Linked DNA regions of Sus scrofa: all the other regions are linked to region 1. The links are chromatin contacts, called in public HiChIP or PLAC-seq maps. All regions are on one chromosome and are shown on one strand. The core of a region is the stretch at or near the end of the contact, and the rest is flanking DNA. Distances in the headings are between cores, read along the strand shown. Region 1 holds the start of KCTD6 (BTB/POZ domain-containing protein KCTD6). Region 2 holds the start of PXK (PX domain-containing protein kinase-like protein). Region 3 holds the start of RPP14 (ribonuclease P protein subunit p14).

Region 1 (3,374 bases), core at 353-2,852:
GAGAGATCATCAGACATCTGAGCCCTTGAACACAGAAGGAACTTCTCTAAAGCATGACTCAGGATTATCCACAAGGCAAAGCCAAATCCAAATAAACATGTGTATTCCATTTTAAAAAGACTCCAAATATCAAAATCCAAGACACACTGAGAGATTCATAGAAGGATTCACCCAAGAATTCCTTTACACAGTAATGCTTTAGTTAAAATATGATTTATGAAAATTCAAATCACACAAACATTAAAAATGGCTGTCCTGACCACTCAATTCCTAATTATCTGTGGCATTACACAAGATGAAGCATTAGTATGGCCTGACAGTTCCCAACCAAAGAGCAAGTTCTCCCAACATGACAGCCATGAAGGCAAAAAGATTTTTCTTTTCCTAGCTACACATCTGTTCATTTGAAAACATCTCAATCCTGGGCTCAGTCCTGTGCTAAAGGCTGTCCCCTAGAATCTTTCCTATCTTGGGATCATTCATGTACTTGGGCATTTGTGACAGCAAGAAAATCAACATGCCAAGAGAAGAGGAAACAGGAAGGGGCAACTAGGCTTCCCCAAATATTCTTAGCCAAACTAGGTCACTTCGGGTCTCTTGGCCCCTCAAATCTCTTCTATTACAAACCCCTAAAATTGGATTTATCAACTTGTTATAGAACAGCTATATGTGAACAGCAACATAACTTCAGCAGAACATCCAAACAAGATCTCTGTTTCATTTGCGCGTCACCACCCCCCGCCCCGACACAGCCTCCGACAGCCTGGCAGGTGCTTCAGGGGCTCCCCATTAACGCGGCCATTTATCACCTCTGACAAGCAGCATTAAAAATGCCCTGACACATACAAATCTCAGCCTAAAGAACTCAGCTGCGGTCAGAGTGTCTCTTTGGGGCAGAAAATCCCCAAATGTCTTTAAATTAAGACAAATAGGGGCGAATAAGCACCACCCCCAAAACAACCATTTTCGAGCAAACCTCGAGGTGCCCCCGAGCGGGCCAGATTGCACTTTGCCCGCAGGCGGAGCCCCCAGTCCCGACCCGGCCCTGGCGAGGGATAGGAGACGCTCAGGGCCCGGGCAGAGGGCGCGCACCGGAGCCCCGAACCCGGGTCCGCCGAACCCGCAAGTTCCCGCCCGGCGGGCTCCGGAACCTCCGCACAAGGCCGGCCCCTCGGCCGCGGACAGCCCGCCGCGGGCTCGTGCCAGCCCCGGAGCGCGCCGCCCGGGCTCCCAGCGGTCCCCTCAGCAGGGCCCCGCCACCGCCCGGCTTCCCTTCAACCTCCCTCCCCCGGCCGCTTCGCACGGGCTTCTAGTGCCCAGCCCTCCCGAGCCCCGGGCCCCCAAGCCGTGGGCCCGCCCCTACTCACTGCGCGGCGGCGGCGGCGGCGGCGGCGGCGGCGGCGGCAGCTGCCGGGCCGGGAGACGCCGGCGGCCGGAGAGTGAGACCGCGAGGACGAGCGAGCCCGCTCCCGGAGGCGGCGGTGGCGGCGGCGGCGGCAGACGGGACGACTGAGCCCGCGCCCGGAGTTGCGGCTCCAGCCGCCCGGAGCGGACGGCGCCTCCCCAGTAGAAACGCGGCGCCGCGAGCGAGAGCGCCCCCTGACGGCGGCGCGGGCGGGTGGCCGGAGGGCCGAGCGGCCAGTGGAACTCAACCAGGCGTAGCCTGGGCTGCTTGGTTAGGCCTGCTCCGCCGCAGCCCCAAAGCCCCGCCCTGACGCCCCAGAGGCTCCGCCCGAGACTCTCCGCGTCCCGCCCAGAATCCGCCCTAGGTCCCGCCTCCGCCGGCAGTTTGGAATCAGCCCAGCCCAGGGCAGTCTTCCCAGTGTTCTCAGGCCTAGGATACCCACAGCTGTTTCTTCTGTCATTTAACCAACACGTATGGGGCCCTGCCCATGTGCCAGGCCTGTGGGGAGAGCGGCCACCAAGAGGCAGGGACGTCCTAAAGAGAAAAGACCCAAGGAAACAGCCAGTAGATAAAACAATGACAAGCTATGATCATTATGTATTGGGAGGTACATGATCAGAAGAATTAGATGGAGATATAAGCGGAGGGGGCCTCTGCTTCAGGTGCGGTGGCTAAGGAAGACCCGGACTGTGACCAGAGCACCTCTGGGCCTTGCGTTCTGTGGGATTGGTAGTAAAGTCACTTATCCAGCCTGGTGGGCACAATAGGGAAAGGCAGCCAAGCCTGAAGGGTCAACGTGGGAGGCCAGGGGGGTAGAAGGGCAGAGGTGACTTCAGCAGAGAAAACGACCAATGCCAGGGCTCCGAGGGCTGAAAGAGCTGTCCTTAGATGACCCTGGCGCTGGAACAGCCCTCATTTCACCATGAAGGAAGCCAAGGCTGCAGAGAGGGGGCCATTACCTAAAGTTTCAGAGCTAAGTGATCTCCAAGCATAGCCTCCAAATTCCATTCGGTTCCTGCTAACCAGATCTCCATCCCTTTCCAGGTGAGACCAGGTATGCAATGTTGGTTTTTTCCATTTCCCCTTCACCAGGATAACTACTTGCCTTGGAAACTCACCTGTACTTTATGTCTGCCTATGCATCAGCTGTCTCTGGGGTTTAATTTTATCTGCATCATCATCACAGTCATATCTTATATTTAGGTTTTCTCTGAAAACTCAAATCAATAGACTAAATAAATGACATATGCTTCATCAACATAATTGAGTGCTACATTATCATACTGAAAAAGACTACGTGAGGATACAGGTAAATGTGTGTGAAATAAGCAGTATACAACATGGTATACATGGCATAATCCTAATTTTATTTTTTAAAATGTAAATATATGTAGAGAAAAATTTTGAAAGCTACACCGAATCATTAACCATAGTTCTAGGCAGTAGGATGGGAATATTAGTCATTTATTACTTCTAAATGTTCTTCTGAATTTTTTGTGTTTTCTAGAATGCATGGATATGGAATTTATAATCAGAAAAATAAATGAGTTTTATCTTTTACAAAGGAAAGATAATGCTGAAATTACCCAACACTCAGATCTCCAGGATTTGGTGCCAATGAAAATCCAAAACTGCCCCTGGCTTACTGGTGTCTTTGGAAGAATCATTTCCCTTCTTGGGGCTTCTATTTCCTCAACTAAAAACTGAGAGGAATTAACTTTATCAGTGGTTTTCTCAGAAGGATTCCTGGAGTTCCCTTCATGGCTCAGTGGTTAACGAATCCAACTAGGATCCATGAGGTTATGGGTTGGATCCCTGGCCTTGCTCAGCGGGTTAAGGATCTGGCGTTGCCATGAGCTGTGGTGTAGGTCGCAGACATGGCTCAGATCCTGCGTTGCTGTGGCTGTGGTGTAGGCTCGCAGCTACAGCTCTGATTCAACCCCTAGCCTGGGAACCTCCATATGCTGCA
Region 2 (3,574 bases), core at 535-3,034, 130 kb after region 1:
AAGAGGAAACTGAGGTTCAAAAAAGTCCCACTTAAACACAACAGAATAAAAGGTCTCTTTGAAGTCATCAGAACAGCTTGAGCAAAAAGAGAAACAGAAGGCTATTGTGGGGCTTTAGCCTCCAGATGATGAACCCCAAACACACTGCAATGGTAAACAAACAAGCCTCTGAGCCGGAATCTGATTTGGTGACCTAACAAAACATTACAATTTAAGGAATCTCTCTCTCCCCATTCATTATTTCCCAAAGTCCCACTGGCTGGCAGCTTCTGGGTTTTTTGGTTGTTGTTGTGTTTTCCTTTGTTTGTTTTTTGCTGGTTTCTTGGTTTATTGCTTGTAAATTATAAAGCATAGTGTAATTTTCAAAAAAAAAAAAAAAAGGGAGAGGCAAATGAAAACAACCATGGTTTTAAAGACCCATAAAAAACACTATATGTAACAGAAATGAACTCTGTGTTTACTATGAGGGCCTATTAACTCCTTTATGCTTCTCCAGCGATTTTAAACTCAAATGAATACTACCACTGCCTACTAAAGAGCAATTTACAGGAGGGAAGGAACACATCCAAACACCTGCCTCAGCAGGACCCCAAACTGCCTCCCACATCATCTCCCTGCGCCCCGGCCAAGGAGCCGACATGCAAATGTGGCTTCAGACCTCAGCCACTCCTCTATCCCAACAAGTATGCTCTGAAGTCATACTTCCATTTGGGCCGGCACACTCTCATCCCCACCACTCAGACGCCCAGCTGAAAGGAGGGAAACTCAGCGGCCCCGGTGAGGAGATGGCTGGCAGAGGGCAGACATGGATGAGAGGGTCCTGAATGGTTTTCTTTACTCCGCGGCCGCAGATGGACCTGGGAATCCAACACCTCTCCCAACTCTGACTTCCTTTCTAGGGCACCCCCCCGAGGCCGTCTCACTCCTTGCCTCCACCCCCCCCCCACCCGGGGAGGGGGTGCTGTGGTTCCCACCCTCGACCCCTACGGACTTAAGCGGTCGCCTGGGCCCCGGGAACCCTGACCCTGAAACAACACCACGCCAGAGCCCTCTCGGCCTGGGTCGCCGACCCCTGCCCTGATGCCCTCCTTGACGACCCTGCCCAGCCCGCTGCCGGCCGCCCGCAGCCCTCCTGCGGCCCGGGACCGCCCCAAGCCGCCCGTCCGCCCGCCCTCCCGGCGGGCCGCGCACCGTGTGGGACTGCAGGCTCTGGCTCGCCTCAATGGCTGCTGTCAGCGGCACCGTGTCGTCCAGCAGCACCTTGCCGGCCGGCGGCTTCTCCATGAAGGCCATCCCGGGACGCCCGTCCGCCACCGCCTTGGGACCAGGGGCAGGAACCAGAGGCGCCGACTCCCGCCGCCGCTGGGTTCCGCCGCCGCCGCCGCTGTCAACACGCGCCGCCCCACGCGCCGCCGCCGCCTGCCCGGCCCGCGGGGTCCTAGCGCCGACCTTCTCGCTCTGCCGTGGCTGTCAACACTGGCCGCCCTTCACGCCGCCGCCTCCTGCGAGGTCCTAGCGCCAAGCCGTCTCATTTGCCACTGCCCTGACTCGAGCCTCCAAACTCCACGCAGCCACACCACAGACCTGGTGCCCTTAGCACCGGGCCTCAGACCTCAGGACAATTCACCCTAAGCCATCACCTCCAGAGGTCCTCTGATCTGAAGGCACTTCATTTGGGGCCCTGCTATCCAGGAAGCCTTAGGCCCCAAGATCCCCAAACCTCTCAATGATGGGGATTGTGAGGGCTTTTCTCACTAAGCCCTCAGAATTGGGCCCCAGAGTTGGAGCCCTAAGACTCCACCCTCAGACCCAAAGCTCTTTGAACTGGAGACGCTAAAAACTGGGCATTGGTCCAAGGAACTTCCAGCCTCTATCCTTAGTCCCAGCTTAGCTCAGCCCATAAGGCCTTCGAACTTGAGAACCCTCAACCTCTGACTCGGGATGGTCAGTCCCACCGTACTGCCTTCCAGAACCTAACCCAGAGCCAGAGAATTCTGCAATCAATTTCTCAGCCCCAAATTTGCCCCCAGTCAGCCTGAACCCACGGCCACAATCCTGGCCCACCCATTGTGCTCTTAGGCCAGGATAATGGAGTTAGACTTGGAATAAGATCTAGGGCTCCAGGATTTACCAGCTGTGTGATCTTGAATAAGTTACCCAATCTCTGAGCCCCAGCTCCCCACCTGCAAAATAGATAATACTTACATGGAAAAGCTGGTATGAAGAAAGTAGGATGGGAAGGTGTTCAGCACATAATAAAACCTCAAAACAATATTAGTTTCTTTCTTCCCCTATAGTTCAAAGAATAGAAGTTTCTTACTCAAATTTATCTTCCCTAAATTTTTACATTTCAGACAAGAGAACAGAATTTCTTGGGAGTTCCCACTGTGGTGGGGCAGAAACATATCCAACTAGTATAGTATCCATGAGGATTCGGGTTCAGTCCCTGCCCTCGCTCAGTGGGTCAGGGACTGGTGTTGCTGTGACCTGTGGTGTAGATTGCAGGCACGGATCAGATGCCACAATGCTATGGCTGTGGCATAGGCCAGCAGCTGAGGCTCTTCTTGGTAACCCTACCACCACCACCACAATTTGGCAAAGGCTTAAACAGTATCTAATGGGTACCCTCACCAGATCTCAGGCTTAATGGGATTGTTGGGCAACTCCAAGTGGCCAAGAAGCCATGACAGATTGACTTAGGAGCAAAGGCTCAGAAGAGAGATATGAAAAGGGAAACATGGAACTTCATGATTAAGTCCTAAAGTAATTAGACCTCTTCGTGCATTCTGTGTTTGTCCCAGTGTGTTTAAAAGCAGCAGTCTATTAAAACTACATAACACTTAGGGAGAAATCAACTTTTTATTACCATTTAAGGCAAATGAGTTACCTCATTATCAGAATCACAGAAACCAAAATTCTACTTTAATCATTACTCCTATTATGTGGGCTAACCAAGACAAGACTCTTCCTGCATTCTGCTGGTAGGAGCATAACTTGGTCCAACCTTTCCAAAAGGCATTTATGTGTTCAACAATTATTCACTGCGTACTTAACCATGAAATAGGCCCAGTGCTAGGACCTGAGATTTGACAACACGTATCAAGGATTTTGAAAATGTTCTCACGCAGTAGTCTCACCTCTAGAAGAGTATCCTAAGGAAATAATCAAAAATCGGTGCAAATACATAGCACTCAAGCATAAATACCTAACAACAGGGGACTGGACAAATCATGGTACAGTCATAAATAGAATATTTTGCAATGATAAAAAAAAATCGCATTATCAGGAAGGGGGTAAAAAATAAGATTATCAAAGGATAATGTTGGGAAATGTTGATAGAATAGTAAATAGAAAAAAGCAACACATGCATTTTATAATCCCAAGTTTTAAAAATATATTTATAGGAAAAACACCAGAAGGAAGCCCCCCAAAATATTAACTGAGAGTCTCTAGGAAGTGGAATCATGATGCTATTTTTTTGTATTTCTACACTTTTCAAAATGTCTATTTTATTTGTATGATTAGGAAAAAAAAAATATTACCCAACTAAGTTGCAAAGGTCATCAAGTAGACA
Region 3 (3,485 bases), core at 504-3,003, 150 kb after region 1:
TGTTTATTGAGCAGTCACCTCTGACAGGCCTGGGTCTCAGAGTGACAGCACCGCCCTCTGCAGGTTGTCCTGAAACTAAAGGAGATGATGCCTGGGAAGCCCTCCCTACAGCCCAGTATATTCATTCACCAGGCTCACTGGGAAAATGTGAACACTTCTAAGTGGCTGTCATTATCATCATCTCTGAAGCCGGCCTTTTTGATGGCTGCAAGGATGCTCATTACCTTATCTATTAGCAGTAGATGTCCCTGCTTCCCTCCCTAATCTAACCGGGTGACCCTATTAAAACCTTAATAAGCCCCTTTCCTCAAGGCTTGAAGCCTTGAGTAAAGCCAAAGTCTTTACATCTAAGGTCCAACCTGATCTGTACCATTGCTTCCTCCCATCCCTCTGACCTCCTGTCCTACCACTCTCCTCTGCTCAGTCTCTTCTACCACACAGGCCTCCTAGCTCTTTCCCTCCCAGCTTTTCCATTCGCTGAAAATACTCTTCCTCCAGACAGCCACATGGTTCATTCCCTTGCCTCCTCCATAGCTTTACTCAATTTCACCCCTCAATGTGTTCCAGTGGCATTTCTATCTAATGTCACCCCCCCACGCCACTGCTCTATTTTTTCCTCAGAGCATACACCACTCTGTAGGTATACAGAACATAACTATGAAATCCACTTATTTTTTGGAGGGGTGGGGTGCGTTGGCGGCGAGGGGTTAGTTCTGGGGTCGAACCACCCCATAGCAGTGACAACACCAGATCCTTAACCCGCTGAGCCACCAGGAAACTCTGAAATTCTTTAATTCTCGTCTGCACTCCGCCCTGCTCCTCCCCCCTCCCACCCCGGCCTTACCAGAATGTACAATCCAAAGAGAAACAGGCATCTTTCCCTTGTTTTCTGCTGTTTCCCAGGAGGCTAAAACAGTGCATCACATACAGTAGGCACTCAGTATGTAATTACAGGACATAAACGATATAAAAATTTTAAAAAGCTCGGTCCTCTACTGTTTGGAGATTAAATTGTTAAGCTATCAGCCACTTAGGCTGGTGTTTTGTTTTATTTTGCTTTTTAGAGTTGCACCTAAAGCATATGGAGGTTCCAGGTTAGGGATCGAATGGAAGCTAGGGCTGCCAGCCTTACACCACAGCCACAGGAACGCAGTATCCTTAACCCACTCACTGAGCGAGGCCAGGGACCGAACCAGCAACATAATGGTTACTAGTCGGATTCGTTTCCACGCTGCCACAACAGTGGAACTCGACACCTGAACTGTTTTAAACAATAAGTAAAGCAGGCTAACTTTTTTCGATGACCGTCGGCGTCGACTGGGCGCCCACCTGGGGCCGAGTGCATGCCCCCTGCACATGTGGTCCCGTTCAGTCCTCCCGCCGCCCTCTGCAAAAAAGACCACGTTGTACAAAAGCCCAAGGAGATTCTCAGCACCGCCTCGCCTTCGGCCTGGGGCGCTGAGCGACCTGAGCTGTATAGGTACCTCAGGCGTCTCCGCGCTGCCTGCCGTCGCTCCCGCCTTGCGCGTGCCTTCCTGGCGCGCGCATCCACGCGTCACTAGCGCGGCCAACTAAGTCCACTGCCGGAAAACAGCCACGCTACTACGTACTTCCGTCTACCTGCTCTCCGAGAGATTAGCCTGACTCCTATTCACTGCAAGAATCCCTCAAGGCTTGGAACCTCTCGGCAAAGGCTGGAGCCTAAGCACGAACTAGAAAACTCCGGGGTCTTTACGTTTGGCTTCTGTCTGCCCCGACCCCGGATGCGTGACGGCTCGGGCGGATATGACGTCACAGCGCGGCGTTTTCCCGAAGGACCCGGGCGTGACTCGGGATCTGAAGCTCGCCAGGCTTAGCGCCCTCTCGTGCCCACTCAGCCTCTGGTGCGGCAAGCCGTGTGTGACTGAGGGCGTATTCAGACTGAGAGCTTTTTTCTTAGTCATTCATTTACTCAGGTATTCATTCGTTCAGAAAAATTGTATCTAGCATTTCTTCTGCTGAGCATCTCCTATGTAAAGTATTCCCCAAGGGCAAGACCCGTTCTCAGTGTCTCTTTTGGCTCATAGCACATAGTTTTTCTGTCTGGATTGACATGAAAAGTCCCAGATAGCCCTATTTCCAAATCTAAGACAATAGTTTCATTTATTCGTTTATTAAATAAGTACTTACTGAGCCCGTATTATGTGCTAGATGTTGGAAACAAAAGATAGGGCACTTGTATTCATGAAATAAACAAAACCCCATACAGTGTGGATTAATAATAATAGTAGTATTAATAGCTAATATTAATCAAATGCTTACGTATGCCAGGCACTATTAGCCTTTCAAGCGGCAAGCAGTCGAACTTAGGTTCGGTGGTAACAGCCTCCTCCAGTTAGACATGTGTCTGTGTCTAGGTATGCACATACATACATAGACACATAAGTATAATGTCTAGATGGGTCCCAAGGGGACTGATGGAGGAAGGATTGGGCTGTGTGGAGGGTGTAAGAGATCCTCACATTGTTTCAGCATTCGTTTTTGTTTGATTTCTTTTAAAGTGATAGGGCATCATTTTTATAATACTGATAGTAAGTAAAATTTAGGCTCCCAAGAGGGAGTCTTGGACCATACCCTTCTGCATGCCTCTCCTTTCACATGGAAGAATAGACTTCCTTAAGATGTCACCTCCCACCCCCATCTGCCAAGGTTGGAGAGAGGAGGTAGAAAATGCAGACTCAGGAGTTCCCGTCGTGGCGCAGTGGTTAACGAATCCTACTAGGAACGATGAGGTTGCGGGTTCGGTCCCTGCCCTTGCTCAGTGGGTTAAGGATCCGGCGTTGCCGTGAGCTGTGGTGTAGGTTGCAGACACGGCTCGGATCCCGCCTTGCTGTGGCTCTGGCGTAGGCCGGTGGCTACAGCTCCGATTCAACCCCTAGCCTGGGAACCTCCATATGCCGCAGGAGCGGCCCAAGAAATAGCAACAACAACAACAACAAAAGACAAAAAGACAAAAAAAAAAAAAAAAAAAAGAAAATGCAGACTCACTGTCCCTTATCTGCAATTCTAAAATCGAAGAAAAATCTGAAGACTAAATCTTTCTTCATTAGGTGCAATGCTTAATCTGAACCTAGGTGAAACATTTTGTAGCTTCTGTCCCATTTGCTGTGGATATGCACATTGTATACATCAGAAATATGGATACATTTGCTCATGTAAAGCAGCCCCAGGCCCCACAGGGGTGGGGGCGGGGGGTTATACAACCTATGGTATACATACCATAACAGCCCTCTAAAATCTGAGAATTTCTGGAGTTCTTGCTCTAGCACCACAGATTAAGAATCTGGCATTTTCTCTGCAGTGGGGGTTTGAACCCTGGCCTGCTGCAGTGGGTTGAGGATCAGGTGTTGCCACAGCTACGGTACAAGTTGAGTCTGCAGTTTAGATTCAATCCATGGCCCAGGAACTTCCATATGCTCTAGGTGTGGCCAAAAAAAAAAAAAAAA

What was found. HiChIP or PLAC-seq counts read pairs in DNA pulled down with a chosen protein or histone mark.
Region 2: an H3K27ac HiChIP or PLAC-seq map of alveolar macrophages shows a contact between it and region 1. The contact joins the promoter of PXK here to the promoter of KCTD6 in region 1. A contact is called at or near these places in 1 of 5 promoter capture datasets (fetal liver), 1 of 47 Hi-C or Micro-C datasets (skeletal muscle) and 1 of 2 datasets of contacts at active chromatin or transcription factors (alveolar macrophages).
Region 3: an H3K27ac HiChIP or PLAC-seq map of alveolar macrophages shows a contact between it and region 1. The contact joins the promoter of RPP14 here to the promoter of KCTD6 in region 1. A contact is called at or near these places in 1 of 5 promoter capture datasets (liver), 4 of 47 Hi-C or Micro-C datasets (heart right ventricle, liver and skeletal muscle) and 1 of 2 datasets of contacts at active chromatin or transcription factors (alveolar macrophages).

The regions. Positions count from the first base shown.
Region 1 is chr13:40,208,725-40,212,098 of Sscrofa11.1, reverse strand. KCTD6 (BTB/POZ domain-containing protein KCTD6) reads right to left here and starts at 1,602. Exons shown (of 3, transcript XM_005669685.3): 1 at 1,368-1,602.
Region 2 is chr13:40,077,448-40,081,021 of Sscrofa11.1, reverse strand. It overlaps PXK (PX domain-containing protein kinase-like protein), which reads right to left and starts at 1,784. Exons shown (of 18, transcript XM_005669678.3): 1 at 1,192-1,784. The coding sequence starts at 1,293. It overlaps RPP14 (ribonuclease P protein subunit p14), which reads right to left. Exons shown (of 6, transcript XM_021069098.1): 6 at 2,843-3,574. It overlaps LOC100515579 (hydroxyacyl-thioester dehydratase type 2, mitochondrial), which reads right to left. Exons shown (of 5, transcript XM_021069097.1): 5 at 2,843-3,574.
Region 3 is chr13:40,060,446-40,063,930 of Sscrofa11.1, reverse strand. RPP14 (ribonuclease P protein subunit p14) reads right to left here and starts at 1,753. Exons shown (of 6, transcript XM_021069098.1): 1 at 1,485-1,753. LOC100515579 (hydroxyacyl-thioester dehydratase type 2, mitochondrial) reads right to left here and starts at 1,782. Exons shown (of 5, transcript XM_021069097.1): 1 at 1,485-1,782.